Linked DNA regions of Triticum aestivum: region 2 is linked to region 1. Evidence: chromatin contacts called from public Hi-C data. All regions are on one chromosome and are shown on one strand. Each heading gives the region's core, a stretch centred on a gene start, on an enhancer-like site or on the middle of the called end of the contact. The rest is flanking DNA. Distances are from core to core; before and after follow the strand shown.

Region 1 (5,776 bases), core at 631-3,130:
TGATGCAGAGCCGGTATCTACCAAGACCAAACGTGTATCACACCGCCACACACGGGCGACCACATGACAACTGTTAATTACCGCATTTTTTCTTCTTCTTATGGATGCTTCAGTCGCGGTGCAGAACAAGCATTCAAGTATTCGAGAGGTGACCAATCGAAGTACTATTCTCGAGAGGATAATGCACACTCACGTAAACTTGGGTGGTGGCCGGTAGCCTTATCCCGACAGTGCTGATCGTACCTAGTAGTAGGCTAGTAGCAACTTGGATTCGCTAGCGGCGTGTAAGACCGACTGAACCTTGCTGAATCTTTGTTAAGATTTGCTGGGCCTGTTAAATATGCCAAACGCTGCCTTCACGTTGTGGGCAAGAAGCCCGGCCCGGGGACCCACCGTGACATTACTGTTGAGCTGCAACCGGATTAAGTTTCCTGCTCGTTACCTAATCTGATCACCAGAGCTGCACTTAAAAAAGCAGAGGGGTCCATCCCCCCCTCCCTAGCTAAGCTGGCCAAAAGAACATACTAAAGTACGACCGACAGTTTACATTATTATCCCTCATCAAAAGTTGGTAGTGCTGCTCCATGCCATGCCATGCCATGCCATGCATGCTCCTCGTTTGATTACATTATCCGCTGTTAGGATTTCGCTTTAGCAGATGTCGTGCTTCACTTTCTGGCAAAGACTCTCAACATCGACCTCTCCCATTTCTCACCCTCCCAACCTCTCAAAGTTGCCTGCTCTGCCCATGTACAAATGTAGTACATTTCGCTGCTACTATTCGGCGTTGTTAACTGATGAAGGTACCGTATACAGTATGGCTTTCAACAGAGCAGATACGCCAGATCCAGTGAGCCGTCCTGCTATGCCACTAGCTATAGTTAACCGATGGAGGAGGTACAGAGAGCGTAAGTCATAATAATGGCCCTGTTTGGATACTCTAACATAGTTAGAGTTAGAGTTATTTTTAACCCACACTAACCCAAATAAGCACCTCTCCACCGGGATAGTTGGGTTAGATGAAACTAACCCACTCTAACCCTCCTTGTTTGGATACTTTTGAGTTATTTTAGCCTCCAACTAACCCAAACTAGCTCTAACCCCATTTGATCCAAACAGGGCCAATGGCAATCAGCTACATCCATTCATTCATTCATTCTCGTACCGTTCGGTCCATCTCGCTGTTGATAGGGTTTTTTTTTTCTGCAACGAGGTTTGGGAGCAAATCGTACAGGAGTTTGAGGGTGGCTCCCTACAGCAGTGGTGGCCACTGTACTGAGATTAGCTGTGGCCAGCGCGGCACCAGTACGATTGCGCGGCACGGAAGGCGGGCCCCATCTTAGTGGATAACGTGGCCCATCAGACTGTCCCATCCCGACCATACTCCCGTTCATCTTTGCCTTTCTCCTTCTTCCGCTGGCGGCCCCACGCTGCATGCCAGGCCCCTGCCTACGAAAAAAAAATAAGCCGAGATAGGCCGATGGATAAGATCCCAGGCACGAGTGCAGCCTGCCTTGCCCATTTCTGGTCAGTCCGTCCGGCTGCTACGCACCACGCCCCCGTTCCCATGTCCATGTGCACACACAGACCCAGCACTGTGGTTTGCCGTTCTCGTCACCTCTAAGAAATCCGTACTAGACGCGCCGGGCGGGCCCGGCGGAGTGAGCTCACGTGCTACAAGCTGCCGCGACCGTGCCCTGCATACGAGGTACTTCCTCCGTCCAAATTACTGCTCGTAAAAATAAATATATCTAGAACTAAAATATATCTAGATATATTCATATCTGCGACAGTAATTCGAAACGGGCGGAGTATTAGTATGGCTATAGGTAGGCGGATGGCCGGCTGGTAGCTCGGGTTTCGGTGGGTGGTGGCAGCTGGCGTGTCCGGTCGAGGCAGTTTAATAATGGGTCACGCAATGCGACCGCGTCCGTCTCCGGCCGACGGCCAATTCTTTGGCGCGTGACCGCAGTAACGCTCGCTTGCTGCTGCCTGACCGCGCCGTGCATATCCGGATGACATGTGTCCTACCAAGCGTGGCTGGCTCGATCACGTTTGACCGGTGCGTCTCGACGTACGTATTTATTTGGCTTGCTACGTACGTTACGGGTCCCCGATCGATCCAGTGCCTACCACGTGCCACGTACTCGAAACCCACTATACTGGTACCTCCGTGAGTACTGGGCAGTAGTTCCAATAGAGGCCAGAAAAGCAAAATGTCCTACGGATTACGTTTTATCTGCATTGCATTGCAGCGAGGAACGGTCGTGATCCATCCATGTGATGACAGGATGGTGCTTGGTTGGCATCGGGCTATCCATCCATCGGGAGGCAGATATTTTGACGCGAGTTTCCTGGGAAATCGAAGTGTCCCGGCTGAGCGGTTTCGAAAAAAAAATATCCCGGCTGAGCGCCACGCGGCGCGACTCTTTTCGGGAACCGGCGAGAGAGGGAGTGGACCCGTTTCTAGCAACCTTGGCGAGGTCGGCAAGGCGCCTCGAGGCTCGAGCCCACACGCCCGCCTCCCACGTGGCGCGGCGCACCGCGAACCAGGCCTCGTTGTGGGCCCCAGGCGTAGTGGCTACCAGGCCCCTAAACGGTACTATATTTGTTTCAAAAAGGAAAAGGGGCTGTGCTAACGACCAGTCGACTGGTCGTTAGCGACAGATCTGCACGATCGTAACTCACCTTCCTCTCGCGACTCAAACCCAAGTCTATTCATTAGACTTTGAGGCCAATAACTAACTAAGCCACTTTTAGTTATTGTCTATTGTATATAAATAAGGTTATTTGAACCTTTACTTTTCTGTCATACCAGCAATAATATTTTTTTTTGCTTGGTAACTTTGGCACGACCAACGTGATAACTATGACTTGTAAAGAGTTATCAAAATGTGTTGTATGTAAGTTATCGGGTGTGTGATGCGTAAATTACCGTGCTATTTGCACTAGGTTATCAGGGCATATTTCTAGAACTTTTCGCCCACGGTGAAAATTTATCAATGCGTTTATATGTAAGCTATCAGGTTAATTGCACGTAAGTTATCATCTTATTTACACAGAAGTTATCGGGTGGTTTATTTTAACAAGTTTTTCACCTCGGATGGTAAAAAAGTGGTATTTTATTTGAACTTGTCAGGACCCAAATAGTGGGTGAGTTGGCTATTGTGTTAAGATCTCAATATTGAAGTCTTGTGTTCAATTCTTAGCTTCAGCATGAATTTTTAGGCTATAAAACTACAATATGGAAGCTATTAGCATCAAGATTTGTTTCCACATCTTTTTCTCCCATTAATTATCAGGCTTGTGATGTGTGAGTTATCAAACTATTCGCACAAAAAATAACCGAGGGTATTGATCAACGTGCCTCCCTCCACCCAGTCGCCAAATTTACCAAGATCTAGGTACATAAGTCATCAGGTCAGCGATGTGTGAGTTACCGTGACATTCGCATAAAAGTTATCAGGGGTATATTTCATCACCTCTATTCGTCAAAGTTATCATGATCGGGTTGCATAAGTTATCAGGTCTCCGATGTATGGGTTACCATGCTATTCACATCAAAAGATACGGGGGATATTTGTTCAACACCCATCCCTACGCCAAAATTATCAGGACTGAGTTATATAAGTTATCAGGTCTGTGATATGAGAGTTATCCTGATATTCACACAAAAGTGACCGGGGAGTATCCCACCTGGTCGGCAAAATTACCACGGTGTCATCAATTGTAAATGAGTTGGTAAAAACAGTCTACTTAAGTGCGGAAAACATTGGACATTGCATTAACAGTTGTGCAAACGTAGAAGAGGAGACAAGTTAATAAGGTATTGTTGTGTTTCTTTGGACTGTGCTTTTCTTTACGTTAGGTTAGTAGATCTAGAAATAGTACCTAACCTCAACATAAATATAAGGACTTGATCTAGTTCAAGTGGTAAAGGATGGGTGTGGTGTAGCATGAGGTTGTAGGTTCAAATCCCCACCTCCTCATTTTTTTAGCACTTTAAAAGTCATCGAAGAAACAGAATCTGAGTCGTGCGGATATCTCGCTAACTGCCAGTCGGCACGAAATTAGCTTTTCCGAAGGAAAAAACGTTGCTGCAAGTTTTTTTTTAGGGGCAAACGTTCCTGCAAGTGGTTGGACAGAGTGAACGGACGCCCGCTGCGAGAACCAGGACGAACCAGCCCACACAGGCCTCTTTAGCTTCCCCTTTTAGGTTCAAATCCCCACCTCCTCATTTTTTAGCACTTTAAAAGTCATCGAAGAAACAGAATCTAAGTCGTGCGGATATCTCGCTAACTGCCAGTCGGCACGAAATTAGCTTTTCCGAAGGAAAAAACGTTGCTGCAAGTTTTTTTTAGGGGCAAACGTTCCTGCAAGTGGTTGGACAAAGTGAACGGACGCCCGCTGCGAGAACCAGGACGAACCAGCCCACACAGGCCTCTTCAGCTTCCCCTTTTTGTGCTTAAAATTGTAATAATAACTACAAAACACGCACTGGAAATGGCCATGTTAGCCTATATAAAAATACATACATGGCAAAAGGCCTTAGTAAAATCTTCAAAAATTAATTAGAAACCAGCAAAAACAAATACCTATGCCCCAAAAAGTGCAAATGTACAAAAAATAGCCACGCTTTATATTTTTATTTTCAAAAACATCGAAGTCACACACAGGAAATTCACACATAGGAGTTTTCTCGAACATGAATATCGAAGATATAAGATTGGATTTACAAACAAATACTACCATTTTCTATGCCCATTTTCCTTTTAGTTCAGATGTGAATGTTGACTTGCCATATAGGAGTTTTCTTGATCATGAATATTGAAGATATAAGATTGTGTTTACCAAAAAATATGGACATTTTCTACACTCATTTTCATTTTAGTTCGGATGTGAATGTTAACTTGCCATCATATAGGCGTTTTCTCGAACATGAATATCAAAGATATAAGATTATCCATTGTCACTTTCCACCTAATCTTATCGCTACCAAGCAACTAATGATGCCTTGACACATGATCATAGTTTCGTCCATCTTATGTTACTTTTCTACACCAGGAGCAATATGTGTGCAACATACGGATTTTTTCTTCACTTTTCGGAATACTAGATTCGTCTATTTATCGCAAAAATTCAAATCCCAAAAGCTATCTTGCGCATCGAGACAGAAAAAAAGTACAGATTATTACGTCGTGAACAACACTTTACATAACAATGACTTGACTTGGAAACTATTCAAAGTTGAACATGCATATGCCTCTTTAAAAGCTCTACAAAATAATAGATAAGCATAGCGTCTATGTCTTTGGCATTCTCCTAAAATTGTTTATGTGACATTTTGGACATCCTTTCGGTAGATCGAACACGTTTCACAAAAAAAAAACATGACATACGAGCAAATGTGTATACTCTTGTCCGTTGCAAGCAGCGATGAAGTATAGCTTATATAGTTAGGTTTTCTTTTGGTGAAGCCAACCTATCCGGGTTTGAGTACACACCCGATATGTGCTCGTGTATTTTCTGGAATTATTTCATACTCTTCGACGCTATCCTTTCAATGGTACGACATGCCGCTCGACTAGGAGGGCCGATTTCGTCATCTGAGAATCTGCCAGCTCATATGGATAAGGCGTGCGTGCATCTTTTCACAAGGATTTGTGCTCAGTTTCTTAAAGAAAACATTCATTGAAAGCAATGTCAGTATGACCTAAAAATTCCCGCACAATTCAAAAACTGGACTAATTTAATTATGGTAGACATTAAATGCTGA
Region 2 (6,299 bases), core at 44-2,543, 99 kb before region 1:
TGCCATTCAATCGAGTGAACGTATATATCGTTCGTGATCTGAATTGGCATCGACGTAGTTTCCACGGCCGTAAAGTGAAGGCACCTAAGAGCATCTCCAATAACATGTATATATTTAGATGTCTATATATTTATATAGATAATGGTCTAAAAAAATTCTCTTATATACACGTTCAGTTTTGTATCAGAATGTCTATATATAGGGACCATGACAGGTGGGCCGTTGCATTGTCCAGGCGTGAACATTGTCGAGGTCGATATTAGAGGATGTGTATATTTGGACGACCATATAGACAACCTGTTGGACGCCTGTTTTGAAATCACGTTGTGAAAAACGAATATAGACATCCATATAGACAAACTGTTAGAGATGCTCTAACGATCTGTTGTTCGGAAGATCGAGCACCTAGAATTACTAGGAACTAGTGCCTAGCCTAGTTCCTAGCAGGAGGCGATGGGTGGGGTCAAACCCTCCCGATCACGGCAAAGATCGACCGGTCTTTCTTGCATGGAAGCGGAGATCCACGGGAAAGCAAAAGCAGATATATCCACTATCCACTTGCTCATCATCCGTCCAGCTGCAGCACACCGGAGAGCCGATGAATCATTAGCATCCCCTGACAGATGTACAGACGGCAACATGCCAACATCCCTACTCAAATTAATTTAAAAGTCTTCATGGTACTAGAGCCAACTGCACTCCTTCCGGCATTCTCCACGGCGCGCATAGGATGCGTGCGACCAATCATATTTCACCACGACGATGGTACTACAACAGTTCGATAGCCATGCATGCGTATGCCTAGCTAGTTAGCCGGATCATGTTCTTTTTCGTGTACAGCATGGGCGAGTCGGAGTTGCGTGGTATGGTCGGACGTACGTATCCCTCTCCTCAGAGCGACATGAACAAGAGCACGAGCCGCGAATGAAGAAGACGGCACTGCCATACCAGCGCTAGTAGCTGCGAAGTTATCTCCAGATCGACTTTCGTTTCAGTGTACGTAGCGCGTACAGTGCGCTGGAAATAATCGACACACACACGTGCACGCACGCACACGCATGGCACTAACCGGCGGCGTCCCACGGCGAAATAGTTGACAAACGCGACGCGGGCCGTGCCGGGTCGGCGGGCGCACGAGCAGAGGCAGAAACATCGGGGAGTTCGCCGTCGGTCGGCCACCCGGCTCGCGGGAAAATATCAGGTCAGGCATTTCGGCGCAATAAAGCGGGGCGTGGAACGGATAGCGGCAGCGCGTTCGATTCGATCAGAGTCAAACGGAGCGTGCACCTGGCATGGCAAGCCTGGCCGAGCTCGACATACATGCGCTGGAGTCCAAGGCAGGAATATGCATTGCATGCTCCCTCGGCACATCACACCATGCTATCTGCAGCAGCGCACACATGGCCGCGCAGAGCCATGCCAGCGTACACATGGAACGGTGCAGGTGCATGCATGCATCAGGGAGGATCAGACGGTCCATGAGGCTGGCGCGTCCTTTCTCGGGCGACACGGTCGTGCTCTCGGTGCGGTGCTCCATCGGTCTGTTCGGCGAACGGTCGGCTGCTTCTCGAACACCTCGCCAGCCTGATTGTTCATGTTAATCTCGCGCTGAGTCGTTGAGACCTGTCAGAAAAGGCGCGGTGCCATGCATCTCTTTGCAGCAAAGGCGCTCCAGGGTCTATCTCACCAACCGCACCACCTCAATCTCGATAATGCTAGAGAGTAGAGAGCATACCTAGTTTCTTGGAGAGGATGAAAGAGGAATGCATGGCTGTCTTTTCCTGCCAGTCGACATCATGTCATCGGCACCAAAAAACGGAACGTAGAACATGGGACACCACACCAGGAACGCACAAAATTTCTGTTCTAACCTTTTATGCTAACAAAATCAAGAATTGTCCTCGTTTGCAAAGAAATTTTAAATCTGACCTTTTTTTGTCACGCCAGTATCCTTGGCGTCTGGCTTACACGGGAGACGCCAGACTTTGTGGCGTTTGGCCCTGGCCCACATAAGCCTGGCTGGCGCTGAAGTGGCACTGCCAGACGCCATGCATCTTGGCGTTTGGGCAAACGCCATGCAACTAGCGTTTTGAGCCCATCCATTGTGAGTAGACAAGAAAAGATATTGGCATTTGGGAGCTATGCTTCATGTAGAAACTGCGCTGCATGCACGCATCAATAATGGACTTGCTTCCGTCAATAATTGTAGTAGGTTAATTAATCTTATCAGGAAACTAAAAGAATTGGTAGTGGGCTTTTATTTAGCAAAAAAAAATGTATTCTAGAACTTAGGAAACCATCCGAACATACTATATGGTTACACGGGCGCTTACTAGGGGTGTTAAGGGCATCTTCAACGGCAACCCGCTGCCGCCTTTATACAAGAATTGAAGTTGTCCGCCTCCATGTCGCCCCAAGCTTGGCGTCGACGGGACGGGAGGGGTGGTGGCCTTTTTGGGACACGAGTGGCGATGACCTACCGTGCACTACTCTTCCTCGTTGTCGGGGCGCCGAACAACGCCTCGCCCGCCTCGTCGTCGCACTCCTTGCCGGCGGCCGCCACTTCCGCCACCCGCTGTGGGTATCGCCAGCGGGCGAGGTGTATCTCGCGGGCGGAGCGGTACGATTCAAGTAGTGCCTCCTGCTTCGCCAGGTCCTCGTCCGGCCCGGCGGCCCTGCCGGCAGTGACCTACTCCTATGCCTGCAGATGCTCCTAGAGAAGGTTGTGGTTGTAGTTGGCGTCGGCCTGCGCCTTTCGAAACTGGCCCTCCCGCTCCGTGCACCATGTCCATATAGTGGGCACGGGGCTTGTCGGTGGTCATGGTGCAATGCACCGGTGAGGGTGGAGCGGAGGAGGAGGGTGTCGCGGAGGAAGAGGAGGGTGGCGCCGGCACGTCGGAGGAGGCGTCCACCGGCTGCCTGCCGACCTGCTAGTCGGCAGTAATGGCGGCCATGGCCTTCTTCTACTCCGATGTCAGCCCGTCCCAGAGAGCTTTGGCTGCACGGGGGGGGGGGGGGGGGGGGGGGGGGGGGGGGGGTCCATGGCGGGAAGTGGTGCGGAGAGGGATGACTGTGACTATGGGCGGTAGAGGGACGGACGATTGGCGCCGGAGGAGACTCGGCAACCGCGTATGTGTCATCAATCCTGGCGGCAGACAGACGAACGGGCGGCCATCGTGTCGTTTGAACGCGTGACAGTTGCCTGCAATGGGATGCAGCGCGGGCGGCGCTCTCTCGGCCGACGCGCCGCTTCAATGTCGGTGCCAGTGAGCGGTTGCGTCTGCTCTGGCCGGGCATGAATGCGGGCGCCGACCCTCTGGAGCGGCGCTGACCAAAAATGCGCGGGAGGCGGGAGGGGTTTTTGGTGGGCCAGGACGGTCAGCAACGAGCTTGAGATCGGTCCGGACACCCGCAAACCTACTCCACTTTTGTCTCTGGTTTGGGGGAGAAATCACGTTCGGACCACACCGCAGACCAATATAAATTGACATTGGATAGCTTCCCCGGTCCGGACTGTATCAGGAGGTTTACAGATCGGCGTTGGAGATGCCCTAAATAAATTTAGGTACACGGCCACTTAACATGAGATTAATCCATCCAAACCGCACGTTTTTCTAAAAAAAACGCAGATTCCTTGCTGACGTGATACCTTAGCTTTCTGCCTCCTCACTGATTAAGCAACCACACTAATCAACATTGAACGAGAACAATCAGACAGGCTCCACATGATTTTCTTGTTACGTAATTGGAGAACCCAAACGCCAGGCTCCATGGCGTTTGCCCAAACGCCAAGATGCATGGCGTCTGGCCGTGCCACTTGAGCGCCAGCTAAGCTAGTGTGGGCCGGGGCCAAACGCCACCAACTCCGGCGTCTTCCGTGCAAGGCAAACGTCAAGGATGTTAGCGTGACCAAAAAAGATCAGATTTAAAATTTCTTTGCAAACGAGGTCAATTCTTGATTTTGTTAGCACAAAAGGTTAGAACATAAATTTTGTCCCACCAGGAACGCACAGTTTTGGTTAGTAGGTCAGGTGCGTAAAGCTCTACACGTGCTGATCTGTGGTAGTACGTGGTTGGCCTCGGTTCCGTGGCACAACCGTTCCTCACGACGCGATCCTATCCCAAGCAACCACGGAGCGCGCGACACCGCAGCATGCAGTCCAATGCGTTTACTCGTCTCGTGCGAAGAAAATTTGGCAGATGATGGCCGGCTGGAAACGTTCCGTGGCTGGCTCAGAGCTGACATTTCGGTGCGGTAAACTTCCGCGGCCGTGGACGACGCTGATCTCGACCGGCGGCAAGGCACGGCCACAGGGTGCCCCGGTGGGATGTTTCCCGGCATGAGCGCACCATCAAAGACGTCGGAGTTACTACCACCGAGAGAAGTCCAAGCACGGTTAATTGCACGTGTCCGGAACAGAGACAGAACCACCGAAAGGTCTCGAGGTTGATAAGCGGCGAGAACGTTGGTGAAGGGGACGGCCGGGGACGTGGTGGGACGGTGCTCTCCCGGCCTGACAACGTGCGCCACCGTTGACCCCTACGTGCGCCGCGGAGAGGCTTGGGCGTCCTGAAATGTACAGCCAGTAGCTACGACGACCAGACGTGCATCACACTGCCACGACGGCCGCATGACAACTGTTACTGTACCATATTCTTCTTCTGGTGAATGCTTCCGTCGCCGTGTAAAACAAGCATTGAAGCATTCGAGAAGTGATCGATGGAACCACGTATACTATTCTTCTCAAGAAGATAATGCACACTCACGTAACGTGGGTGGTAGCCGGTAGCCTTATCCCGACAGTGCTGATCCTGGCTAGGAGCAACTTGCTCATGCTAATCTCCGCGTTTACGAGTCGCTAATTGTTAATTAGCGGCGTGTGAGACCGGCTGAACCCTGCTGGATCTCTGTCGAGATTTGCTCGGCTTAAATACAGTATAAACGCTGTCTTCACGTTCTGGGCAAGCCCCGCCCAAGGGACCCACCGTGACATTACCTGCTGTTGATCTACAGCCAGATTAAGTTTCCTCCTCGTTACCTAATTCGATCACCAAGCTGGACTTAAACTAAAAAAAGCAGCGGTCGGTCCCTACCTAGCTGGCCAAAAGAACACACTAAGTACGACCGACAGTTTATATAATTATCCCTCAAACAAAAGTCAGTACTGCTCCATGCATGCTCAATTTGATTACATTATCCGTTGTTAGGATACGCCTTTGGCAGATCTCGTGTTTTACTTTCTGGTGAAGACTCTGAACATCGACCTCTCCCTTTTTTTTCCCTTCTCGCCAACCTATCAAAGTCGTTTGCTCTGCCCATGAACATATGTACTCGCCGTACTATTTGGCATTGTTAACTGATGAAGGTGCAGTATAGCTATCAATATATACGCAGATCCACTGAGCCGTACTGCTGCTAGGTGGTACGTATAATTAACCGATGGAGGTACATATACAAAGTTAAAGTGAAGACAATGGCGATCAGCTACTACACCGATTCATTCTCGTACCGTTCGGCCCATCTCGCCGTCGATCGGTTTTTGTGGGAGCAAATCGTACAGGCGGCCACAGGAGTTATGAGTGGTGCGGCACCAGTAGGATTGCGCGCCAAGGAACGCGGGCCCCAACCGAGAGGATAACGTGGGCCCATCCTACTGTCACCATCCCGACTATACTCTACTCCCGTCTATCATCTTTTGCCTTTCTCCTTCTCCTTCTGCTAGCGGTCTCACGCTGCATGCTCGGCTCCTGGCTACAAAAAATAAGCCGAGATAGGCCAATGGATAAGATCCTAGGCACGAGTGCAGCCTGCCTTGCCCATTTCTGGTCAGTCCGTCCGGCTGCTACGCACCACGGTCCCGTTCCCATGTCCATGTGCACACACGACTGGAATGAATGTGGTTCGCCGTTCTTGCACATACCTTGCGCTGGTCAAGATAAAATCCAGTAAAATCCGCTGCCCTTACAAAAGCCGTAATGGGTGCGTCGACCACAATCGACCTCCAAGGAAAGGCGAAAGGGAGAGAGGAGGGAAAGCATGCAGGTTCCATGGCGCGGCGTATGGGCCGTCACGTGCGATGGCGCCGTCGTCATCCGTACGTCGCTGGGCGGCCCCGGCCGACGAGCTAGCCTAGCCCACGTACGTCAGGCTGCCGCGACCTTGACGTGTCGTGCATATGAGGTAGCAGTATGTTGGAGTATAGATTAGGGTAGGTTAGGATTTGATAACATTGATTGAATTTTTTTCCTACATGAATTCCTACCTCATCTCTAGAAGAACCTTCTTCTTGTACTCAAAG

What was found. Hi-C and Micro-C count contacts between places; a contact is called where the count stands out from the background.
Region 2: a Hi-C map of leaf shows a contact between it and region 1, with 4 times the contacts expected there. The contact joins the promoter of LOC123129748 here to the enhancer-like site in region 1. A contact is called at or near these places in 4 of 5 Hi-C or Micro-C datasets (leaf and an unstated tissue).

What each region holds. Positions count from the first base shown.
Region 1 is chr6A:586,178,410-586,184,185 of IWGSC CS RefSeq v2.1, reverse strand. No RefSeq gene overlaps it. Among protein-coding and RNA genes, the nearest start is that of LOC123128724, 3.9 kb to the right of the region's middle. Within about 2 kb of position 1,880, at least 8 of the 8 cell types and tissues checked have an H3K27ac peak or open chromatin away from gene starts, as enhancers often do. A contact at or near this core is called in leaf, where this site is marked.
Region 2 is chr6A:586,275,866-586,282,164 of IWGSC CS RefSeq v2.1, reverse strand. LOC123129748 reads left to right here and starts at 1,293. Exons shown (of 2, transcript XM_044549788.1): 1 at 1,293-1,539. The coding sequence starts at 1,293.